2 separate regions of the Xenopus tropicalis genome follow, and region 1 is linked to region 2. A link is a contact called in public Hi-C data. All regions are on one chromosome and are shown on one strand. The core of a region is the stretch at or near the end of the contact, and the rest is flanking DNA. Distances in the headings are between cores, read along the strand shown. Region 1 holds the start of ski (ski oncogene). Region 2 overlaps ski (ski oncogene).

Region 1 (4,308 bases), core at 1,127-3,626, 48 kb before region 2:
ACTAAGAGCTATCTCCCATAACCCTGTATTCCCTCACTTGCTAAGAATCCATCCAGCCCCCTCTTAAAGCTATATAATGTATCTGCCAGTACAACTGATTCGGGGAGGGAATTCCACAACTTCACAGCTCTCACAGTAAAAAATCATTTCCGAATATTTAAATGGAACCTCCCTTCTTCTAAACAGAGTGGGTGCCCTCGTGTCCGTTGGAAGGACCTACTGGTAAATAAAACATTAGAAAGATTATTATATGATCCTCTTTTATATTTATACATAGTTATCATGTCACCTCTTAAGCGCCTCTTCTCCAGTGTAAACAGACCCAACTTGGCCAGTCTTTCTTCATAACTGAGACTTTCCATACCCTTTACCAACTTAGTTGCCCTTCTCTGGACCCTCTCTAACTCAATCATGTCCCGTTTGAGCCCTGAAGACCAGAACTGAACAGCATATTCTAGATGGGGCCTTACCAGCGCTCTGTAAAGGGGAAGAATAACCCCCTCCTCCCGTGAATCTATACCCCTTTTAATAAAACCTTGTTTGCCCTTGCAGCTGCTGCCTGGCATTGCTTGCTACAGCCAAGTTTATTATCTACAAGGACTCCAAGGTCCTTCTCCATTATGGATTTGCCTAGTGCAGTCCCATTAAGGGTATAAGTGGCTTGCATAGTTTTACATCCCAGGTGCATGACCTTACATTTATCCACATTAAATCTCATCTGCCACTTAGCCGCCCAGATTGCCAGTTGGCCAAGATCCTGCTGCAAGGATGCCACATCCTGGATAGAATTGACTGGTCTGCAGAGTTTTGTGTCATCTGCAAACACTGATACATTACTTATAATACCCTCCCCTAAGTCATTTATGAACAAATTAAACAAAAGTGGACCCAGTACAGAACCCTGAGGGACCCCACTGAGAACCTTACTCCAAGTAGAGAATGTACCATTAACAACCACCCTCTGTACCCGATCCTGTAGCCAGTTTTCTATCCATGTGCAAATGACTTCACTAAGACCAATAGACCTTAGCTTAGAAAGCAGTCATTTGTGTGGAACGGTGTCAAATGCTTTGGCAAAATCCAAATAGATTATATCTACTGCATCCCCACTGTCCAGCTTCTTACTTACCTCATCATAAAAAGCAATTAAATTGGTCTGACATGACCTGTCCTTCATAAAGCCATGCTGATTACTGCTCATAATGGCATTCTCCACTACATAATTTTGAATGTGATCCCTTAACAAGCCTTCAAATAACTTGCCCACTACGGATGTCAAACTTACAGGCCTATAATTGCCAGGCTGAGATCTTACTCCCTTTTTAAATATAGGCATGACATTCGCCTTCTTCTAATCGGTGGCCATTCATGCAAAGATCTGCTTGTTTATTATTGCCCACCTTGAGGTGGGCAATAATGAACTGTAATGCAGGCCTTCGGGTGAGGACCACATCAACAAGCCAAAAAACTATCCGTCCAATTTTCGCCCAGATATTGGTAGGGCAGGCCCTTTGGAGGGTCTTATACGTGGACAGAAAAGCTGCCATCTCAGTCTGAAGGGGCAGAATCTGCCCATGTATACACAGAAAGGTAGTCTACAGAAAGGTATTTTTGGATGTGTTTTTTTTTATCCGCAGGCAAAAAAATGCCCCATGTGCCAGTTCCCTAAATGTCATGCAGTCATGGGGCATGACAAGCACTGGACAAGTTTGCATACAGGCGTTTTTATTCATCCTTTTTTTTCCTATGTGCCCAGGCATGTACCATTGCCATGCATTTTCTAGCAGTTGGCTTGGCATTGTGTGGCCCTGCATATTAATAGTGAGTGTGATATTCTGTGCCTGTGCAAGTTTAAAGACTTTAAAGATTTAAAATGTACCCCAAATTATTATTATTATTAACATTTATTTATAAAGCGCCAACATATTCCGCAGCGCTGTACAATAAGTGGGTTTCATACATTGGGCATACAGAGTAACATATAAAGCAATCAATAACCGATACAAGAGGTGAAGAGAGCCCTGCCCAAAAGAGCTTACAATCTACAAATTGAAACTTTATATATTTGTATGTGAAAAAAGAGACAGATAAAAGGACAGTATATAAATATATGGCAGGAAAAATAATAGCCTTATGTGGGGGAATAGTTGAGAATTACCTTTTCACCTTTTGTATAGCATTATCCCCTTGCATTCTCTGTTTATTGAAAAAAGAAAAAAAAACACCCTTCCTCTTTTGTAGCCAATGGTTTTACGCATGAGAAACACGAGATTTATTTTGCCTTCGACAGACAAGTTTTTTTTTTCCGCTTTGCAGTAGAAAAAAAAAAAAAAAAAAAAAAAAAGGCAGCAGCAGCGGCAGCAGAAGGAGGAGGGAGGGGGTGGAGGTTGTTCCTGGAAGAGCCACAGCCTGGGGAGTTGGTCACATTCTTGGCTGGGATTCAATGACTGAGGCAGACACCAACAAACAGAGAGAAAGGGGGTGGAGAAGGGAGAGGAAGAGGGGAGGGAATGAGGGAGGGGGAGCGCAGAGCGCAGACAGGGTGCATGAGGCAGGAGGCATTCAGGCAGTGAACAGCACCGGGAAGGCAGCAGCCTGTGTGTATGGGAGGCAGAGCCGAGCTCTCCCCTAACCTCCAGCAGAGCAACATGAAGGGGAACTCGTGAGCCGGAGCCGCTGCTGTCCCGCCCGCAACTTCCCACAAACGCAGCCGCAGCCCCCTCCCCCCTGGGTACTGAGGGAAAGTTCAGCCGCGTTTGTGCCTCCTCAGCGGAAAGTGACAGGGACTCGGAGTTAGTGAGCTGGCTGGGACGCTATGGGCAGGAGGAGCCCATCTCGGCACTGAGCAGCTCCCAGCTGGATGAAGCGCTGTGAGTGGCAAGGGATAGCCCAGGAGAGAGTGGGCACAGCACGGCTATATGGAGGCTCAGAGAGCCCACTGAGCGCCACTGTGGATTGAGAGTAAAGCCCAAAGGCAGCGATCGATTGACCTGCGCGGAACTTGCCCCAGTGAGTGTGAGTGGCTGCTCCGAGTAGTGTCGGGGAGCTTTCAGGCATGGAGACCGTGAGCCGGAGCAGCTTCCAGCCCCATCCCGGGCTCCAGAAGACCCTGGAACAGTTCCACCTGAGCTCCATGAGCTCTCTGGGCGGCCCGGCCGCCTTCTCAGCCCGCTGGGCTCAGGACATGTACAAGAAGGAGAGCGGCAAGGAGCCCCCGGAGCCCGTTCTACATTTACCCAGCCAGCCGCCCCCAGTCATCCCCGGGGGGCCCCTCTTCATGCCCTCAGACCGCTCCACGGAGAGGTGCGAGACTATTCTGGAGGGGGAGACAATCTCTTGCTTTGTGGTCGGAGGCGAGAAGCGCCTGTGTCTGCCCCAGATCCTCAATTCGGTGCTGCGGGACTTCAGCCTGCAACAGATCAACGCCGTGTGCGACGAGCTACACGTGTATTGCTCCCGCTGTACGGCCGACCAGCTGGAGATCCTCAAGGTGATGGGCATCCTGCCCTTCTCGGCGCCCTCCTGTGGCCTCATCACCAAGACGGACGCGGAGCGGCTGTGCAACGCCCTGCTGTATGGGGGCAGCTACCCGCCCCGCTGCGCCAAGAAGAGCGACTTCCCGCCGGGACCCTTAGAGCTGGAGCTGACCGAGAGCAGTTTCAGGGTGTACCATGAGTGCTTCGGCAAGTGCCGGGGCCTGTTCGTGCCCGAGCTGTACGGCCACCCCAGCGCCCCCTGCATCCAGTGCCTGGACTGCCGCCTCATGTATCCCCCGCACAAGTTCGTGGTGCACTCGCATAAGGCGCTGGAGAACCGGACTTGCCACTGGGGCTTCGACTCGGCCAACTGGAGGGCCTACATCTTGCTGGCCCGGGATAACCCCGGGGCCGGGGGAGAGGAGGAGCAGGCTAGGCTGAGCCGGCTGCTGGAGGAGATGAAGGAGAAGTTCGACTACAGCAACAAGTACAAGAGGAAAGCAGCCAGGGTGAGTAAGTGGGGTGGCTACAGGTAGCCTTCATTACCTGGCCAGCTTGCTTTGGTCTGTTTCTTTGTCTTATCTGAGGGCTAAACCATAGACTTTAGTAGCGGTGTGCTACTAGCCACTTTTCCAACAGCAGTTATTCCCAGAGAGAAATTTTCTTTTCAATAAAAGATTACTTGAAAAGTTTAGTTGCTTTACCCCAGGAGCTGTAGAGTTAAAAACCTTACGGTACCAACAAGGTGATGGGAATTGCGGGTGTGTTTTTCTTTGGCTTGAATAATGGTATGTCTTAAATTGTGGCCTGTTGGTGCTGTGTATTTCTGCGG
Region 2 (4,285 bases), core at 1,111-3,610:
CTCACTGACTGGACATATCTTAAGGATGTCCTCACAATAGAACAGGTGGCTTGGTTACCAGATTATTTGCAGATACACTATTGATCAATATGGCACAGTGCTAACATTAGGGAATTAACAGCTGCCCCAAAGCCATTGTAGCAGGTTTATTTAGTATGGCTGTGAGCTTTGGTGCCTCTAAAAATGCCAAGGTTCAGATCATACAGATTTATGAAGATCCCTAAGCACGGTGAGATTGTGGTAGTTACTTGACCATTAAATGACCACCACTGATCTTAAAAATGTACACCATTGGCCATCAAGATCTGCAGTTCAAGAATTATTGATCTGGGCTAGCAGACAAGACCCAGCAGAGGACGTTTATTGATTTGACACAGGTCACACAGGAGCTGACTTTTGGAATATCTATCTGACTGGTGTGCCAGACAAACCATGTTACTAAGGATTTATTAAGCATTAATTAATCTCCCCCCCATCGGTTGCTATCTATAGGTAGTGCCATTTAATGTAACTTGGTGTGCTTTGTGTTAACCTGGTCAGAGTTTTCAGGTTGCCCAGTTCACTTGTTTCTGAACTAGCTTGAAGATCACTTGTCTGTGTGTTTTGGGCTTAAATCGTATTTAGTATTAAAACTCCAGTATATATGTGTTGATAGCTAAAAGTGCTGTTGCCTGATCTACAATGAAGTAGTAGTAATGCCCACATTAAGTAGCAAGGCAAGTGGCTATAACTTTATCACAGCAACGTTTCTGTTAATCTATAATGAGTCCTATAAAATAACAACAAAAGATAAATGTATGTTTGCGGGAAATACTTTAACCAGTTAGATCTGAAGGATATATGACTTTACTCGGCATGGGTAAAGGTGGCCATACACGTGGCGATCTGACGATGTTTCGTACGACCATCGGTCGCACGAAACATCGTAAGATCCGCCACACACCATTCAGGGCTGAATCGGCAGGTAAGGAGGTAGAAACAATAGGATTTCTACCTCCTTCTGCCGATTCAGCTCTGAAAGGAGAATTTTGGTCAGGCGCCTTCTATGGCGCCCGATCAAAATTTTCAAACTGGTCCGATCGGCGAGTCGTCCGATATCAGCAGCTTCCTGCGATATCGGTCGACTCGCCGACATGCCATACATGCACCGATTATCGTACGAAACGAGGTTTTGTACGATAATATCGGTGCGTGTATGGCCACCTTTACACATGTAATTTGTATTCCTAGACATTAAAGTTAGTAATATTTATCCCCTTAAAGATTTATTATAGAAATGTGTGCCCCATATGTTGATGAGACCTTGTGGGCCTTTGCTCTTGTGTTGCTGCCTTAACAACAATCCATAAGTTGTGTAACTTCTATTTTATTTTACAAACCTGGTCAGATAGCATTTGTCTGTGTCTAATAACACAGACACCTTGTCCTAAAGTCTTTGTTTCGTTATTTTTTTTTTATCGGTCATAAAAATGCATTTAAGCTGGGCAGCCATAAACAAGAGCCACACTTCCTTGAAGTTCATATTAAAGCAGTCTCTTTTAATTAACTTGGATTCCTAGTATATAACCCTTCCAAGTGTTGTGACCACAACATCCTGTGTTTCATGCTGCCTTTCTCATCTTGGGCAACATCTCCTTTAATCCTGAATGGAAAACTTTGCTTGTTTCATATTGATCCTTTGTGAGGAAGGGCAGCAAGCCAAAAATCCATTAACATATACACCCCGCAACTTTGGGTGTAATGACTCTGGAATGTCTGAGGCTAAACAGCTTTAGAATCTGTAAGAAAAGGGCTCTCTCCTTCCTTTTGTAATTGTTCAGAGTGAAGTGTTTATAAAGCATACTGTCTCTAATATAAAAAGATAATTTTTACAAGTTGTGTTGTCTTTTTATACCCTTCTACCCCTGGAAAAGTCAAGGTCCAGTATAACAGGAACTGTTGTCATTTCATAGACAAATAATTTTAAACCACACATTTTACTATAAATGTTGTACATATATGATATCGCTTAATACTTAGCCCTCCTAATTAGGGTTATTTTGCGGAACATTCTTAGAAGGGTGCCCTTCACATATTCCTACCCAGAATCCATTGAACATGAATTCTTTCTCACAGATTGCTGGTTGGCAGAGAAAGAGCAGTGAAGAACTGAATCCAGCTCTGTGCCTTTTGTTATGGGCAAGTTTTTCCCCATGCTTTATTGTATCTGGTCATTGGCTTTAACAAAGAGTTAAGAATTAACGTCCTCCTCTTTTGAAAGGGGCTACTGTTTTATTGGCTCTTGTCTAGCCATTTACCTCTGATTGAACCTCCAGCCCAGAAACAGGGCTGGAAATGACCCTTATGGGCTCCAACCATCTTTCATAGCCGTGCACTCCCACTAGAACACTCATGAAAGCCACTGACCTCTTCTCACCCCTTATACTCTCCATGGTGCATTGTGCCTGCATGTTTTCCTTTTGAGCCACAGCTTCTTTCTGTTTTTTAGTATCCCATGGGGCAGTTTGTTTTTACTCCTCTTCCCATTCTACACTTTAGCATCACAGTAAATCAGATCTGCTCCTGATTAGTTTCCCTTGGTGTATTTTGTTTTCTTTCTCTTTTTAGGTTTTATTTTTGTGTTTTGTATGTGTTTTCTACCTACGTTTATTTTGGACTTTTTGATCAAATTTAGCAGTTGAATAATACCCTGTACTGCATGCAACATTAACACATGGAAATGTTTATACAGTGTTTCATGTAACATTCTGTTAAATGGACTGCACAGAACGCAAGTACCTCTTGTTTTTAGCACCATTATATCTTTGCATTGATGCTTATAGAGATAACTATGTGTCTCTGCTGCATCATTCTTCATAGACCTAATTGGAACAGCATCACCTAGTGGGCAACTGTAAAAGTACTGTTGTGATTTAATTTTTTGAAGACAATATCTGCCTTGGACAGCTCAACACAGTAGAGGAGTTCAGTTACTTACATAATGTCTGAAATGGAATATCCAGCTAACTTTTAATGCAGGATTTGTTATGCAAAGGAGAGAATAATATGCCCCATTGTACAAGGGCAGGTAATACTGCATTATTATACGCTGATCGCAAAATAGACTAAACACATGATCTTCTTGATAAATGTGGAATGCTAATCTGTATGTAGTTATATTTGTTTTGCCTTTTGCTAGTCCACCTGGTCTTCATGTTGAAGTATTTTCATAATTATAGGTTGTCTCAGACAGCACTTCCTTGTGGCTTTATTGAAGCATAAGAAGAGAAGGCATGGTCTTTGTAAATTATAACATATCCCTTTACCGCTGGAGTCTTTCTCTTGCTCTCTTCCAAACTAATTTCATTTAACACCCCTTGCTAAACTTTTAGTAGGGTTTCAATGGTTCTGTGCAGGTGTGAATTTTGGAGGGTAGCCAGGAATAAAGTAAAGAGAGGACACATTGTCGCCAAACCTTTCCACCACACGTGGAGCCTGCCTATTGATGAATCTCTGGCAAGACTCCAAGCACCCACCTCCCTCCCTTCCACCCCCTGCAAGGAGCAAGCGTACGGAAAAAATGGCTAGACAGAAAAATTGATTGTTCATGTAATTTGATTTGACATAAGGCAAAGTGGAACGGGAGGACAGGGAAAAAGCTACAACCTCAGCACTGCATTAGCAGGGCTGCATTGATGTGAAAGAATTTATGGTTGCCCTATTTCTCTTCAGGAAGCACATTTACACAATCCCAACCAACAAGGGTCAGAGGAACCTCCAACAATATCAGAATGAATGGTGCTTCTGTAGTCGAGGATACATTGTAGATTTATCCCGCAAAGCCCTGTATTGCAAACGAGAATAGATTTTGTTGAGAACACACACTGGGAAAGTTGCTTAATGCTGGTCGATTACTATCAGCCCTTATTAACAGAGCTCGACAAATTGCCTGAAAAGGGGCTGAGCAAGACTGAATCAGGCACAGAGGCGTCTCATGCAGCCCTGCAGATTTGATTGTTTTTCTTTTCCATGTTTGATCTTGCAGTGGTTGCTGGCCGGCCAGAAGTAAAACGAGATCTCTCAAAATTATTTTTTAGCTATTCAGTGTTTAGGAAGGCATATATTGATAGTATACACTATCTAGCTTATTTGTTTAGTTAGCAGAGTCTCCTGGAAAAAGGGACTTTATTGTAATTTTTAAATCCAATGAGTAATGTTCCAGCCTTGCTCCTGACATTCTAAAAAAAAAAAAAAAAAAGTCACAATTTTAGGTTGAAACCTTGTAAATCCATAGTGCAGTGTGTTT

What was found. A called contact is a pair of places that touch in the nucleus more often than the background predicts.
Region 1: a contact with region 2 is called in a Hi-C map of neurula embryo, with 2.6 times the contacts expected there. The contact joins the promoter of ski here to the enhancer-like site in region 2. A contact is called at or near these places in 3 of 5 Hi-C or Micro-C datasets (gastrula embryo, liver and neurula embryo).

The regions. Positions count from the first base shown.
Region 1 is chr7:91,256,122-91,260,429 of UCB_Xtro_10.0, reverse strand. ski (ski oncogene) reads left to right here and starts at 2,376. Exons shown (of 7, transcript XM_004916154.4): 1 at 2,376-3,985. The coding sequence starts at 3,056.
Region 2 is chr7:91,208,201-91,212,485 of UCB_Xtro_10.0, reverse strand. All of the region lies in intron 1 of ski (ski oncogene), which reads left to right. Among named protein-coding and RNA genes, the nearest start is that of ski, 48 kb to the left of the region's middle. Within about 2 kb of position 2,360, at least 1 of the 11 cell types and tissues checked has an H3K27ac peak or open chromatin away from gene starts, as enhancers often do. A contact at or near this core is called in neurula embryo, where this site is marked.